Regions from separate parts of the Mus musculus genome. Here region 1 is linked to region 2. A link is a contact called in public promoter capture Hi-C data. All regions are on one chromosome and are shown on one strand. Each heading gives the region's core, a stretch centred on a gene start, on an enhancer-like site or on the middle of the called end of the contact. The rest is flanking DNA. Distances are from core to core; before and after follow the strand shown.

Region 1 (7,002 bases), core at 3,861-6,360, 1.0 Mb after region 2:
TTCATAACATAGCCCTATGTAGCAATGGGAGGGAACAGAACATCTGTCTACCTAGCTACACTAGCTGAAGACACTTTGGATATCAGGCAAGGTGTGGCTGAAAAGTTAATTTTTGTAGTTTTTAACTTAACTAATGGCTATTAAGTTTGTGTGGAATATTTCCATGTCTTTTGTTTCATATTATCTTTGTGTTGTAACTTACATGTATTGCTTTAATTCATTAATTTTTTATGTACATGTAGTTTACTATTTTGTATGTCATTGATTAACACAGTTTTTTATCAGTGACTATTTTATTAGGCTTTTTCTGTTTTAGACAGTGCTAAATGAGTTTATGTATTTGTCACTAGGATAAAATTTGAGGTGTTTTCTAGGGCCTGGTAAAGAGTATAATTATTGAGAGTACGTGACTTTTATACTTTATCATTTATCATAAAACTAACTTAGGTGATTCTTTCACTTGTAGCCAAGAGCAGTGTCATAGATTCTGTTATCTGTATTGTGGAATCAGTTGTTATCATTACAGATTTAAAGGTTGACAAGAAAATTACTTCAATAACACGTGAGTGTAGAGTGTATTTGAATTTCCTGGATAATGTATCTCAGTATCCTTTTTCCTCCTTTTTCTCCCCTGGAGTGCTTTCTTTGAGAATCTGCCAAATTATAGATAATTTTGTATAGGGGAAGAAAGGTCTTTTATATGAAGATTTGGGGGGGGGGGTTTGAGACAGGGTTCCTCTGTATACTCCTGGCTGTCGTGGAACTCACTCCGTAGACCAAGCTGGACTGAACTCAGAAATTCGCCTGCCTCTGCCTTCCAAGTGCTGGGATTAAAGTCGTGTGCCACCATGCCCAGCCTATAGGAAGAATTTTATGTTGAAAAGAGTAGGTAGTGTCCTGAGGTAGCTTCTATTTAGCAGTTGGAGGGAAAGGAACATCTGTCTAACCTAGCTAGAGTATCTGAAGGCACTTTGGATATCAGTGCTTAGCAGATGTTATAGGTTGATTATCCTTTTGCCTGTTTAACAGAGATCCTTTTGTATGTGTAGTCTAGGCTAGCTTCTAATTCTTTGTCATTGTGCCTTGACCTCTTCAGTGCTGGGGTTATATGTGTAGACTAAGTACCATCTTGGAACAAAGAACTTCTTAGTTTTTTGTTGTTGTTCATGACAGTATAGTCCTGTAACCCTGAAAGGTCTAGATGTTGTTCTTGCAGGTTGGCTTGTACTTGAATTTTTCTCCTGTCTCTTTCTTCATAGTGCTGTGATTGCAATTTTTGTTCATATACACTCTCCATTCTCTTTGATAGATAGTTGCTGCATATAAGCTAACATTAGGAGTGATTTGGATCAGTGCTTCTCCAGCATTCATAATCCTCCCCCAACTTTTTGCAACTTTGAAAAATGAAATTCTCATTAAGTTTAATCTCGAGTCTGAGATTCTGTCTTTGCAAGAGCCAGCTTCTTGCTAGTAAATCATGATGGTCTAGTCTTCAAATAGTAATGATTGGGAATAATTTTATCTAGTATGAAAGACAATGCTTTTCTTTCTCCATTTTAATAGGTACTAACTTTATTTAGCTATAGAGAATTTGAAATGAGACTAGTATCAACTGAATAGTTTTTTAATGATTACATTTATTTCACATGTCTTCATGGAAATAAATAGGGTAGTTAGTCAAGTTTTTTGCACTGATATCAATTTATTTTGATACTTATCTTTTTTGGGACAATAATAACGTTACTTTGATTTTATTAAGTTTTCTTACTTTACTGAATTAGTCATTTCATGAGTAATTAATACTAATGAAATCTGGGTTTCTACAGTTTGAATATTCTTTATCCATAGTACTTAAGAATAGAAGGGGTTTTTTTTTTATTTAGAAGTTTTATGATAAACATGTAGATATTTAGGGTTTCAGGTCTATATGTGAAATTCACTGCTATATATTATATATAGTACAGTATTTTATACAATATTTTTAATAATGTGCATGAAACAGGTTTTCACGATGTGCTTTTTTCTTGAAGCAACACTTTGGCACTGGTTTTAGATACTGGAACATTTCAGATGGTTGGTTTCAAGGTAGAGTTATTCAGCTTACACTATGCTAAAATAATAATGGAAACATGATATTTTTTAAAATAATTTTAAAGTTTCTTATGAACTGCTTTATACTGCAGAACTATTTGGCATTGAGTGTTCTTATGCTTGAGTAGCAAACACAATCTTTATTCTAAATTTATACTCTTAAGTTTTGAAAAAATTTTGATGCTATTTATATAATCAACAGTTTTAATAAGTAAGTTCTCATCACTGAGATATGTGGTTGTCTTAATTTGGGTTTATCTTGAATCACCTCATGTTGAAGTTCAATAGTCCTACCACTACTGGGTTTTCACTTATTTTGTTCATTAGTCTTGACTTACTGGAGAGCTCTGACCTCATAGTCTTTCAAGAGAAGAGAGTTTTTCATTTTAGCTCCAGTTTTTTTTTCTACTTACTATATTACTTCAGTTTGAAGAGTTTTTTTTTCTACTTACTATATTACTTCAGTTTGAAGAGTTTTTTTTTCTTTCTTGTTTTTCTCTTTTTTGTTGGATGTTAACATTCTGAAAGCATATTTTAAGCCATGTGTCACTAAATTATTTACTTTTCTGTTTGTTGCTATGGTATAGTTTTGTGGTGCCTTTGTCCAAAACCAAGTAAATACATCATATTTGCCCTTCCTTAGTTTCTGTCTCTTTTTGTAGTAACCTTCCCAGTTTTCCTATGCTTGGAAAATATATGCTATAAATCTTTGTCAAAGAAGATGGAAAGATGGATGCATGCATTGTATTCTTACTTGACTTTATCCACTAATCATTTCTTCAGGTAATACAGACAAAAGAGATGCATGCTTTTGATCCTAGCACTTAGGCAGAGGCAGGCAGATTTCTGAGTTTGAGGCCAGCCTGGTCTACAAAGTGAGTTCCAGGACAGCCAGGGCTATACAGAGAAACCCTGTCTCGAAAAACAAACAAAAAAACAAAAACAAACAAAAAAAGAGAGACAAAAGAGTGCTAAACCTTAGGTTCAGCCTAGGCCTAACCCTGATTTTTCTTCTGCAGTGGCCTTTGACATCATAGGCTTAATGAGAATTAGGCACAGAGACCAGGTGGGAGCAATAGAAGTTTCTGGATCTTGTTGCTGAAATTTTAGTTATATTTGTGTGTGTGTGTGTGTGTGTGTTTGGTACCAGTGTTTGAACCTAGAGTCTCCTACATGGTAAGCAAATGCTCTACTACTGAACTAACTTTCAACCCAATTAAATTTAATATTAAATATCCACATGTTGCTAGTTCTATTAGAATAGAAGCCACATTTAGATCTCATGGCACGATACAGTGTTGAGGGAAAAATATTATAGAATCATTTCAGGCTCATGATGGTAGTTTTTCAGTTCTTCAGTTTCAAAATCGGCATCCTCATGTCGTAAAGACTCTGTGTTCTCCCTGGAAGTCTCAATGGTATATTGTCTTTATAGTATGAGTTACAGGAAAGAAAATTTTATATCTCCTTATAAGGGTGAGTATGCTACTGTGCTCTTCTGAAACTCAGATGACAACTCTTAGGTTATCTGTTAATCTGTTTATATTTGTATTTATTAAGTTTATCAAGTTTTTGTGTTTATCTGTTTATTTGTATTTATCAAGTGATTTTCAAATTGTGAAGCAAATCACCAGTAGTAAGTTCACCATGTTTAGATCTTTCTTGAACTAGGTACATTACAGAAATCAAGAATATGTGAGTTTGCATGTAGAAATAGGCACTGTATGTCCCAAGTTAGCAGCTAACTTACACCAAGAGAATACTGTATTATTTTCAGGGAGAGAGTTTCCTAATTAGTAGGAAGAGAGAAAGAATTTAATATCACATCATTCTGGAGATCTCTAGGTGTTAGGCCTGTTCAGTTTCAAAAGAATGGATATATGGGACTACATTCTATTTTACTGTCTTAGGCACTACTGGCCTCTTAGGGAGACAAAAAAGCTCTCCCTTTTTCTCCTAAAACTATCTTCTAGCAATGCCTATTATATACAATGCTAACATTCTTGAAGGAGTGGCATTTATTTCTTACTGTAAAAGTTGCATATGAAAATTATTTTACATTGGAGGAAATGCATATACTCTTTGTTGCTGTGGATATATGCTTTTAGTTTAGTCCATTATACATTAAGGTAAAAGATAGAAAACCTACACTCAGTTTTGGATAGAGGTATAGAGAGGAGACTTAACTTTTACTTTTGGCTAACATAGCATATTGTGTATTTTTCAAGCAAAACTTTGAAATTGGTTTCTTAACTCTGAACTAGAGGTGAATATTTTCTGTGGCATTTTGTGTGATGTATTTTGTGCAGCTGGATGCTATATTTTAAGGAATTTTTTCTTCCTCTCTTCCGAGTGATCTCCACTCATGCTATAGGTTTCTCTGAGGTGAGAAAGCACGTGCAGTTCAACACAAGTTGAACTATGTATTCAACCCTTCTGGGATCCATCAAATGTGAGCAAACGGGATTTGTCACTAGGCTAATCTCATGTCTTTAAGATTAAGCATAAATTAAGAACAATAGAATCCAGAAAGTGGGACTGGCAGGGCATTGGTGCCTAAAACCCATGGTGAAGAGGATTTAAGCTGAAGGAGCTGGAAGGCACAGCTCCAGTTCCATAGTAGGAGCTGAGTTTTCCTTGCTCCTTTGACTTGGTTTCTTGTGGAACTATTTATTTTTTTTGGGGGGGGGGTAAGTGGCCAAAATAGGAGTTAGCCAGGGATCTAAAAGTCTAATGGCAGTGAGTACCCAGCATGGAACTTGATGCTAGACCCCAGGGGTCTTGGGTACTTAGCCTGTTGCTAGGATTTCTGATCCTGAAGTATAAGGGAAAACTGCCAAAGGCTTTTTAGCATCACCACTTCTCCACGATGGCCACTGCTCAAACTCGTTCATGCAGGTTGCTGGGTCCTGGGCTCAAGCTCCACCCGCGGCAGCAGTCTTAGGGCGTGTTTGCAGCAACCACGGGCACACAGCCTGCTGTGGGAGGGTGGAGTGGCTGTGTCGGTTGTGGGGCATGCGCGGCTCTGCGCGCGGCTTCTCAAAAATGGCGGCTGCAATGTGAAGTCTGGTGCCTGCTCCCTGAGCTAGCATGACAGAAGTGCTTTTGCTCGGGCGGAGAAGACCCGAGGTGCTTGGTGGCCCTGGTCCCCCTTGGGAAGTGGAGATGGAGTCCTGATGTTGGAGTCCTGATGGCTGTCTGCAGGGCAGGGGAGCCTTAGGGGCAAGTCCTGCGCTGGGAACGCCCCCTTACTGCCGCGCCAGCGTCCCGCCTCAGTTTGTCCCAACACTCCTGCCTCACACCCCTGGAAGCTTTACCCCAGATGCCAAGGCTGCTGTGTCTAAATTAGTGTTCTCTGTGGGCCATCTCCGCTGCTAGCACTCGCTGCTGACCTTCACACTTATTCGGACCCTCTTCACTGGCTCATCTTGCTAGAGGTATTCGGCCCCTGGCCCAGCTCCCCTCAACAGGCCCCCTCCCCAGGAGCACCGACAGCGCCCTCTGCAATTCTCCCCAGGGTAGGTGGGGCCAGGCTGCAGCCTGGGGGCTTTGTGGGAGATTGGTAGGGCTAAGGGTCAGGAATGACTTTGAATGGTTTGGGCTGAGACAAGCACTTGGGAAGTAACTTGGATTTTGGTAGGGAATATCAATCTAGAAAAATGTGCCTGTGGCCTGGAGCCCCTTGTGGGTCTGATGCCAGGTATGTGTTTTGGGGATCCTGACACGTTTAGCCCTCCAGAGGGGATGACTCCTTCATAAAGCTGGACAGGAAGGCTAGGACTAATTTCCCCTGAGAGCCTTCAGGCAAGGAGATGTATTAAAGGAGATGATGGTCAGCAATCATGTAAAACTTGAATGTAGTGACCATTTGCTTCGAAACAGCTCTGTAAAGGTTCTTCTTCTTTATTGACTTTTTTTTTTTTTAAACCTGAATGGTACTTGTACTTCAAGAGTCAGAGAAAAAGATATTAGAATTTTATCGACTGTATTTTTAAGGGGGGAGGGGAGTGCCTTGAGCTATATATGTGGCTTCAAAAGCTTACTAGTAATCACCCATTTCTCCCTTCCCCACTTGTCCTGCCATGTATGTATGTGGGCAGCTCACATTTACTTACAGATTTCTATCTGAGGGTATTGATGTTTTAAAAAAGGTTGTTAAACACTTGTCATTCATCACAAAGTATGGTTATAATTTGAAATCTGATTCTGTTTTTGAAGAATGAGAATATTAAGCTTTATGACTTGCCATTAGTATGACTTTAGGATGCCATTAGTATGACTTTAGGATGCCTTTTAAAAATTGGTTGCTAAGGGGAAACCAAGGCAGGGGAGATAGCTTATGATGCATGATTTTCAACTATTGGAGATGCTTGTTTCCTTAGAGAGCATCAGTTGTTGCAATTTAAATTTTTCCAGGGACAGTATTATTTTCAATTTGAGGGAAGAATATTGTAAGATGTACTTGTGTATAAGCAGTTGTTTTATAGTGTTATTTCATTGGCATAACCTTGATTTTTTTTTCTAATTGTTTGGAAATGTTCTTTATTCCAAATGTAATGACAATTTTATCTTTTTTGCCCCCCCTTACCATTAAATAACCTATTTGTAATGATGGGTATTATTCTAATCTGTTTGTGGCTTTCTGTATTTAATGGGAGGAATGTTAAAATGAGCTCTTGAAAGTAAATCTAAGATTTTGAGAAGACAGTGAGTTTATCCATCATCTTTAGAATAGTTTGAAACTTATAAAGAACTTAGTCAAACCATTTAAATAGCTTTGAAAATTTTGAATACCATGTATGTCCTCCAAGCAGAGGTAAGTTCCTTATGAGCCTGTTCACCCCAGAAGTCCTGCTCTGCTTTAGAATTGTAATTTGGTGAGGGGGATGTTGATAATGTTACTGGTATTGC
Region 2 (6,995 bases), core at 2,282-4,781:
TTTTGGCAGTTAAACTGAGTCTGTGAAGCCAGAACTAGCTACTGTATTGCAAAGTAAATTTCTAATTACAACTACAGAAACTAGTTTGGGGAGCAATCTACAGCAGAGATCAAACCAGCGAGGCATTAGTAGGAGAGAAAAAAAGGGTGAGTTCTTTCTCAAAGATATGTTTACTGAGCTGGGCAGTGATTGCTCATTTCTTTAACCCCATCACCGGGGAGGTAGAGGCAGGGGTGGGGGTGGGATGAGTTTGAGGCCAGCCCGGTCTACAGAGCAAATCCCAGGACAGCCAGGCTATGGGGGCAGGGGTTGGAGGTGGAGAGACACAACTGTGTCTCTCAGTGCCTCTCAGAAAACCAAAATAATAAGAATTAACTTTAAATGAGATTCCTGTCAGCTTTTCTTTTCTGGGGCTGGGCAGGGGTTGGGTTGGCTGGGGATTGAACACATGACCTCCAATTGCTAAGGGCATGCTCTCTGTCTGAGCTACACTTCCCCCCTAATTAAATTACCGGCATGGAGACTTTGAACAATCTACTTAAGAAAATAACAGTATCTAAACACAGGATTATTCAAGTGGCCAAGTAAAAGTATTTAAGAATTCTCAGAATGTACCAGCATGAATTAAAAATCTTGCCTAATATGCAGACAAAAAAAAATGGTAGTTAAGAAAAGAATCTCACAAAAGAAAGCATAACAAATACAAGTGACAAAGGCAAAAGAAAAAAATTTAAATTCACTTGGTCTTACAGACTTTGAAAGCTTTCACCTCCATTTAAAACTAAAAGTGCAACTTTTGTAAACCCTTTCAAAGTTTCGCATCCAAAAAGTGTGAGGAGACAGAGGCAACTTTACAGCCTGAGGCAAAATCTCCATGTTTCCCTGATTGTTAAGGGGGAAAACAACTAGCAGAATAAAAGGTGGAAAGGTACAAAGCACACAGAGGCCACAGCGTAAGATAAGGGCTCTGAACTAAGGCACAACTCGGCAGCCATCAAAGAGCAAGTGCCTAACACCCCCCCCCCCTCGCCTCTGGGTATCCTTGGCTACCAATGGTTCTTGTTACACAAGTTCGGCTGGCCACTGTTTACTATTGGTAAGGATCTTTTTGCAGGGCTTAAATTAAAATTTAAAAGTCTTTTCACCCACCTGTACAACAGGAAAAACTAAAACCCTCGAGCCATTTTGTGTTCTGAGGGCGGAAATAAAGAAATCTGCAATTACTTAGATTTGCAAATGATAAGAGATACGACTCCAGAGTTTGAAACACTCAGAAAGGCTTCAAGAATGGTTCCTAATTACCATGTAACAACTATAGACACAAAGAAAACTAGTGGCTGGGCGTGCTGCTCCACTTCTTTAAGAGGCAGAGGCAGGCACCGATCTCTGATCGGAAGCCAACCTAGTCAACATGTGAGTTCCAGGCCAGCCAGGAGCTACACAGTGAGCCCCTTACATAAAGAGACAGAGACACAGAGACAAAGACAAAGAGACCTACTTCTCTTCCTCCTTAGCATGCCGGATGTGGTCACACAAGATTTTAATGCAAGCACTCCGGAGGTAGAAAAGCAAAGAGGTCTGAGTTCCAAGACAGCCAGGGATACATAGTGAGACTTTGTCTCAAAAAAAGAAAGAAAGAAAAGAAAAGAAAAGAAAAGAAAAGAAAAGAAAAGAAAAGTTAAAAAGCTACTTTCTGGATATGTTCCACCACAACAAAAAGTGAGAAAAAAACTGGGTACTTCCTATGGTGAATTCGACTCTAGAATCTATTTCTTTTTCCCTGCTGTAAGGTGAATTTAAAGGAAACGGTAAACGGCTGTCAGACAAAGCGATACAACACCTAAGGTTAGCTTCTAGTGTCGAAGGAAGATTTAAAAGTGTTCCCAGCTTCCTAGTACCCTCTTATACTCCAAAAGAGGAGCACATGTCTTCAAAGCAGAAGGTATGATTTTTATTGATTTCGGACTCTAATGCAACTTATAGAAACTTTGATTCTAGTCAGAGCTGTTTATTTTTTCTTTCCACTGAGAACAAAGCTTCTTTTCGTTTTCAATTTTATTTCATGCCCAGCCCCCAAGCTATAAACAAATTTCCCTTCAACTAACAATTTCTGCACACAAGAAACTTGTTCAAACAAACTGAAAATCAATGATGCACTTTTAACACGCGTGAAGATCGTGGCCGAATTCAGGACACATACTAAGAGCTCAATAAATGTTGGCTATGTCGTAGAAATGTGCTTTGCTGCCGGTTCAGATTCAAATGGTGGTTTTCCATTCCTTGATGCAATTCCTAGAGAAGGACATTTCGACCTTTCTACAACCTCCCCACACTGAGCAGAATTGCATCAAATCCTAAAGAAATCAACAGAACCAGAATTACAAGTCAAAGCCTGATGACAGTTACACCAAGAGAAGGCAACCTCTGTGTGGCTAGAGGTCAAAATGCTAAAAGCTTAGGTATTAGACAGCTCTTAAAGCCGGGCCATAAGTCTTAACCTCTAATCCCAACTCTCCGAAAACCATTGCTGTTTTCTTTCGCTACTTTGAACTCTAAGCCTCTGTGTGTTTAAGGGTAAAGGCGGCTTCCTCTGGGTTATGCTCGATTGCTCGAAAATTGACTGCCAAGAAAAAGTTCAGAGGAGCAGGGAGTGGAGGAAGTTTGTTTTCCGTGAACCTGACCTCCCTGAACCTTCCTCAGAACAGAACACAGGTGATCCACAAATGCTCACGCAGCTGGACACCGGCCCTTGGCAGGTGCCAGGCAGAAGGGTTGGCATTCGTGCCACTGACCAACTCAAGATAACCACCCCCCCAGAAGGTAGCGTCCTCAGAATCTCCATTATGGAGATGAGAGAACTAGGCCCTCAGACGAGTTTTTACATATCCTGCTTCTTGATGGTTCCTGGTGCCAAGGCTAGTAAACGAAGAAGTCGGAGTGCGCACGGAACCTGACTCCCGGGACTGGGAGCTCTTTATTTCGTCTTACGTGGCCTCATAGCCAAGAGCAATGACATGAAGGAGAGTGGAAGTCAGCGGAGTCCAGAGAGGCTGGAGCAAGCCCAAGCTCCGCCTCCCAGTGTCCCGTAAGGGACGAGCAGTTGTGGGGCGCTGCAGGGGAGCTGGCGTGAAGCTCCGCTGGGGGCGATCGGGGGAAGCACAGCGGACCGGGCCCGTTCTCAAGCCGCTCTTCCCCCGGCCAGTGGCGACACGGACTGCGCGGAAAGCCCACCCAAGTCCCGCAGCTCGTCCCCAGCCCCCAGCCGTGCGCTCCAGGGGGGCCCGGTCCGCCCTCTTCCTGCCCCGCCTCAGGCCGGCTCCAGCCCCACCCCGGCCTCCCGGGATCAGGCGACCTCACCGGCTTCTGCGCAGAGCCTGCCAACACGCGGGATACAGCGGCAAGCATCTTCCTCATGGAGCGCAGCAGACTCACGCGGCGGCCGCGGCACCCAGGCACTCAAAAGGAGTGGTGCGGGCGTCCCCAAGTCTCCTTGAGGCGCCCGGAGCCGAAGCCACGCCCAAAACGCAGTGACGGAGTCGCGACGGCATCACACGCCGCGCTAGTCTGCAGGCCAACCAGAATGGTTGCTGGCGATGGCTACGCCCTTCTGAGGAGGAACATGTGGCCGTCCATTAATTAACTAAAAAATGAGGTGGGGCTGTGGCTGGAGGGTGAAGAGGCCGGTGTCCCAGGGCGCCTGCGTGGGAAAGTGGGGGGCCCCGGGGCGTGGGGAAGAGGCCTCTCCTTCCTTTTGCCCTGAGTACCACAGACCAGCGAAGAAGTGGTGAAAGCGGGTCCTGCCCTTTGCCCAGTCGGGCCTGTGGTACAGCTTTGGCAGGCAGCCTTGTTCCATTACACAGAGAAGCCATGGTGCCAGGGCAAGAAAGACAGATCATCTGGTTTCTAGAAATGGTCCTGCCACTAATTTGTCTTTAAAAGGTCACATATTCCTTGCAAAGTGTTGCCCTGGTTGACTTGGGTGAGATTTAACAGTTAAATGCTGGATGTTGCTGGGTGTGGTGGCACATGCCTGTCATTCCTTCCTTAGGGAGTCTGAAGTCAGATGATAGCCAGAGTTGGAGGTCAGGCTGTCTGTTCAGTTCAAGACAAGCTTGGACTACTTAGCGAGGCTATCTAAAAAAAAAATCAAAATAAGTAAATGAAAGCAAATATTAATCGTTGACCATAGACATCCAAGAGTTTAGCTTTAGCGTTTATTCTTTGATTTTTTGTTAGCTTGCTTCTTTTCATGGGGGACTCAGTTATAGACAAGCAGTTTGTCTGTCCTTTATGCTTGGGAAAAGGCAGAATCCTGTATCTCCTGTGTTGTTGTTACCCAAACACTATTAAGATTAGGACACGAGACTTTATGAGAACACGGGAAACGTGCAGATGATGATTTCTCAAAGTTCAAACTGTTGCCTGGATCGGTCAGCTTCACATTATCACTGGGTCAGAGAAACAGAGGCTGACTTTTCCATTCAAATGTCCAGCATGGATTGGCCAGGTAGCATTTCTAGGAGGTCACTTGGGAACCCAGGATAAAAAGTCCTCTAATATTTGCATTTATGATCTCCATGGATGAAGGATGAAATGAGTGCTGTAGTGATGCATTATAACTCACGGGAAAGAAAGAGCCACAGATCCTTCACAAATACGCAACTGAATAAGAGAAAAGAGCAACATTGCCTGGAATTCTGGTGCCGGAGAGGCAGAGACACGAGGATCCCAGGTGCTTGCTTGTCCATCAATCTAACTGAAGTAATAGCCAGGATAAGTAAGAGACCCTGCCTCAAAAAGTTTAGCTGAAGAGTGACTGAGGAAGACTGACCTGAAATTAACCTTTGACTTCCGCGTGCATGTGCACACACAAATATACACAGATTGAGTGGGTGGGAATCACCACTTCACAAAGACACCATCACCACTGCAGGCAGGAATTATCAATAGAAGCTAAAATGAATGGCAGGAAAAAATGAGAAACAAGACTTTTGCATTATTACAAAATATCCTCCAACAAGAAATTTATCATTACAAAAGTTAATGCCTTAAAGAAACTGCCCTGGGGAAACAAGGGAACCAGTGTTTTCATAACTAGAATATTTTCGTTACAACCTTTTCTTTGTTAAAAAAAAAAATTACAAAGCCAAGGCTCAAGATGGCTCAACAGGTAAGAACACTTGCCACCAAGTCTGAGGGCTTAAGTGATTTGTCCTTTCATGTACACACACACACACACACACACACACACACAGAGAGAGAGAGAGAGAGAGAGAGAGAGAGAGAGAGAGAGAGAGGCACACAAGTACAGAAATTGAAAGAAATAACAATATGTACTAACCAGTACCCTCAGAGCTCCCAACCAAAGAAAACACATGGAGGGACCCATGGCTCCAGCTGCATATGTAGCAGAGGATGGCCTAGTTGGTCATCAATGGGAGGAGAAGCCCTTGGTCCTGTGAAGATTCTATGTCCCAGTACAGGGGAATACTAGGGCCAGGAAGCAGGAGTGGGTAGGTTGGTGAGCAGGGGGAGGGGGGAGGGGGGAGGGGGTTTTCAGAGGGGAAACCAGGAAAGGGGATAACATTTGAAATGTAAATAAAGAAAATATCTAGCCAGGCATGGTGGTGCAGGCCTTTAATCCCAGCACTCAAGAGGCAGAGGCAGGTGGATTTCTGAGTTTGAGGCCAGCCTGGTCTACAAAGTGAGTTCCAGGACAGTCAGGGCTATACAGAGAAACCCTGTGTGTGTGGGGGGGGGGGAGAAAGCGAGAGATACTTTGTGACTCTGTAGCAAATGAGGACAAATTGTAACTGGTGGTTATCTATGCCCTACAACGATACTTTATGTGCTAAAACATACACAAATACACAAAGGGGGCTGGTCAATATAAGGGAGGTCAGAGAGATGAAGAAAGGGTTGCCCAAAGCAGAAACCCAAGGAAGAGAAAATCTTGAGAAAAGAAGGCTCCTTTACCTTGGAAGAAATTGGAAATGAAGGTCTTTCTTTTCTAATCCCTCCCAAGGCAATCCCCAGGTTATGGTGGGTTTCTCTGGACATTTAGAGCTACTATACATTTTGGCTTTTGACTTTTCCTTTGCATATCTCCTGAAAGTTCTTGAGCAAGCTGAACTTTAGGCAAGTCATGGTCCTTTGCCATGCTCTGCACAGCTTCAGGGATTGGCCTAACTGGGGTGCGGAGGGAATGAAGGCAGGGCAAACACAGAAAAGCTGGAATCCTGTTGGTTGTTCTCAATGATGTAGGTCAGTCACCAACTGCAGCTACAACCTGGACTCTTGGTATGTTTATTTTATACATCTGAATCAAGACAGTAAGTGTGATGTACATAGAAGAATAAGGAGTAGGTCTTATGGCATCCAGGTGAATAAGGATACAGGTTTAACTAATCTTGGGAGGTCTCTTGGGGGAGCAGTCTTAGGCTATGGTCATCCAGGAGGAAGCTGTGGTCGACAACGGTCAACATTTGTATTTCCACCAGAGAAAAGCTTTGCCATCCTCTCTGAGCCTCATCTAGGGAAGGGTTTGCCCCATGCATGGGTCTGAGGCACAGGGCTCCTGTACATGGCTATATCCATGTCAACAAGAAACTTTCTCTCACAACTTATTCTGTGCTCCATAGTCCTTAACATGCTTTTGGTTTCCTCCCTGCTACCTGTCCCCCAGGAGAAAACAACAACCACAACTAAATGTCAGCTGTCGGGACTGTCTTGGATGTGCTGGCACTGTGCTGGTGGAAGGGTTATGTCTATAGGCATCTATTATATCAGAACTGTGCTGAGGTTTTGCATAGCCATAGCATACAATAAAATGCAACAAATCAACAGAATGGGGTTTTTTGGGGTTTTTTTTGGGGGGGTTGGTTTTTTTGTTTTTTGTTTTTTTTGTTGTTGTTGGTTTTTGTTTTTTGTTTTTGTTTTTTTGGTTTTTCGAGACAGGGTTTCTCTGTATAGCTCTGGCTGTCCTGGAACTCACT

The links. Promoter capture Hi-C pulls out the DNA fragments that hold promoters and counts their contacts.
Region 1: a promoter capture Hi-C map of hippocampal neurons shows a contact between it and region 2, with 3 times the contacts expected there. The contact joins the promoter of Scml2 here to the promoter of Pdha1 in region 2. A contact is called at or near these places in 3 of 39 promoter capture datasets (the 3T3-L1 cell line, hippocampal neurons and second pharyngeal arch cranial neural crest) and 1 of 115 datasets of contacts at active chromatin or transcription factors (astrocytes).

The regions. Positions count from the first base shown.
Region 1 is chrX:161,157,640-161,164,641 of GRCm38.p6, forward strand. It overlaps Scml2 (Scm polycomb group protein like 2), which reads left to right and starts at 5,111. Exons shown (of 26, transcript NM_001290651.1): 1 at 5,111-5,609.
Region 2 is chrX:160,134,899-160,141,893 of GRCm38.p6, forward strand. It overlaps Pdha1 (pyruvate dehydrogenase E1 alpha 1), which reads right to left and starts at 3,532. Exons shown (of 11, transcript NM_008810.3): 1 at 3,358-3,532. The coding sequence starts at 3,414. Gm39547 (a long non-coding RNA gene) reads right to left here and starts at 3,349. Exons shown (of 2, transcript XR_878293.1): 1 at 2,883-3,349; 2 at 1-1,192.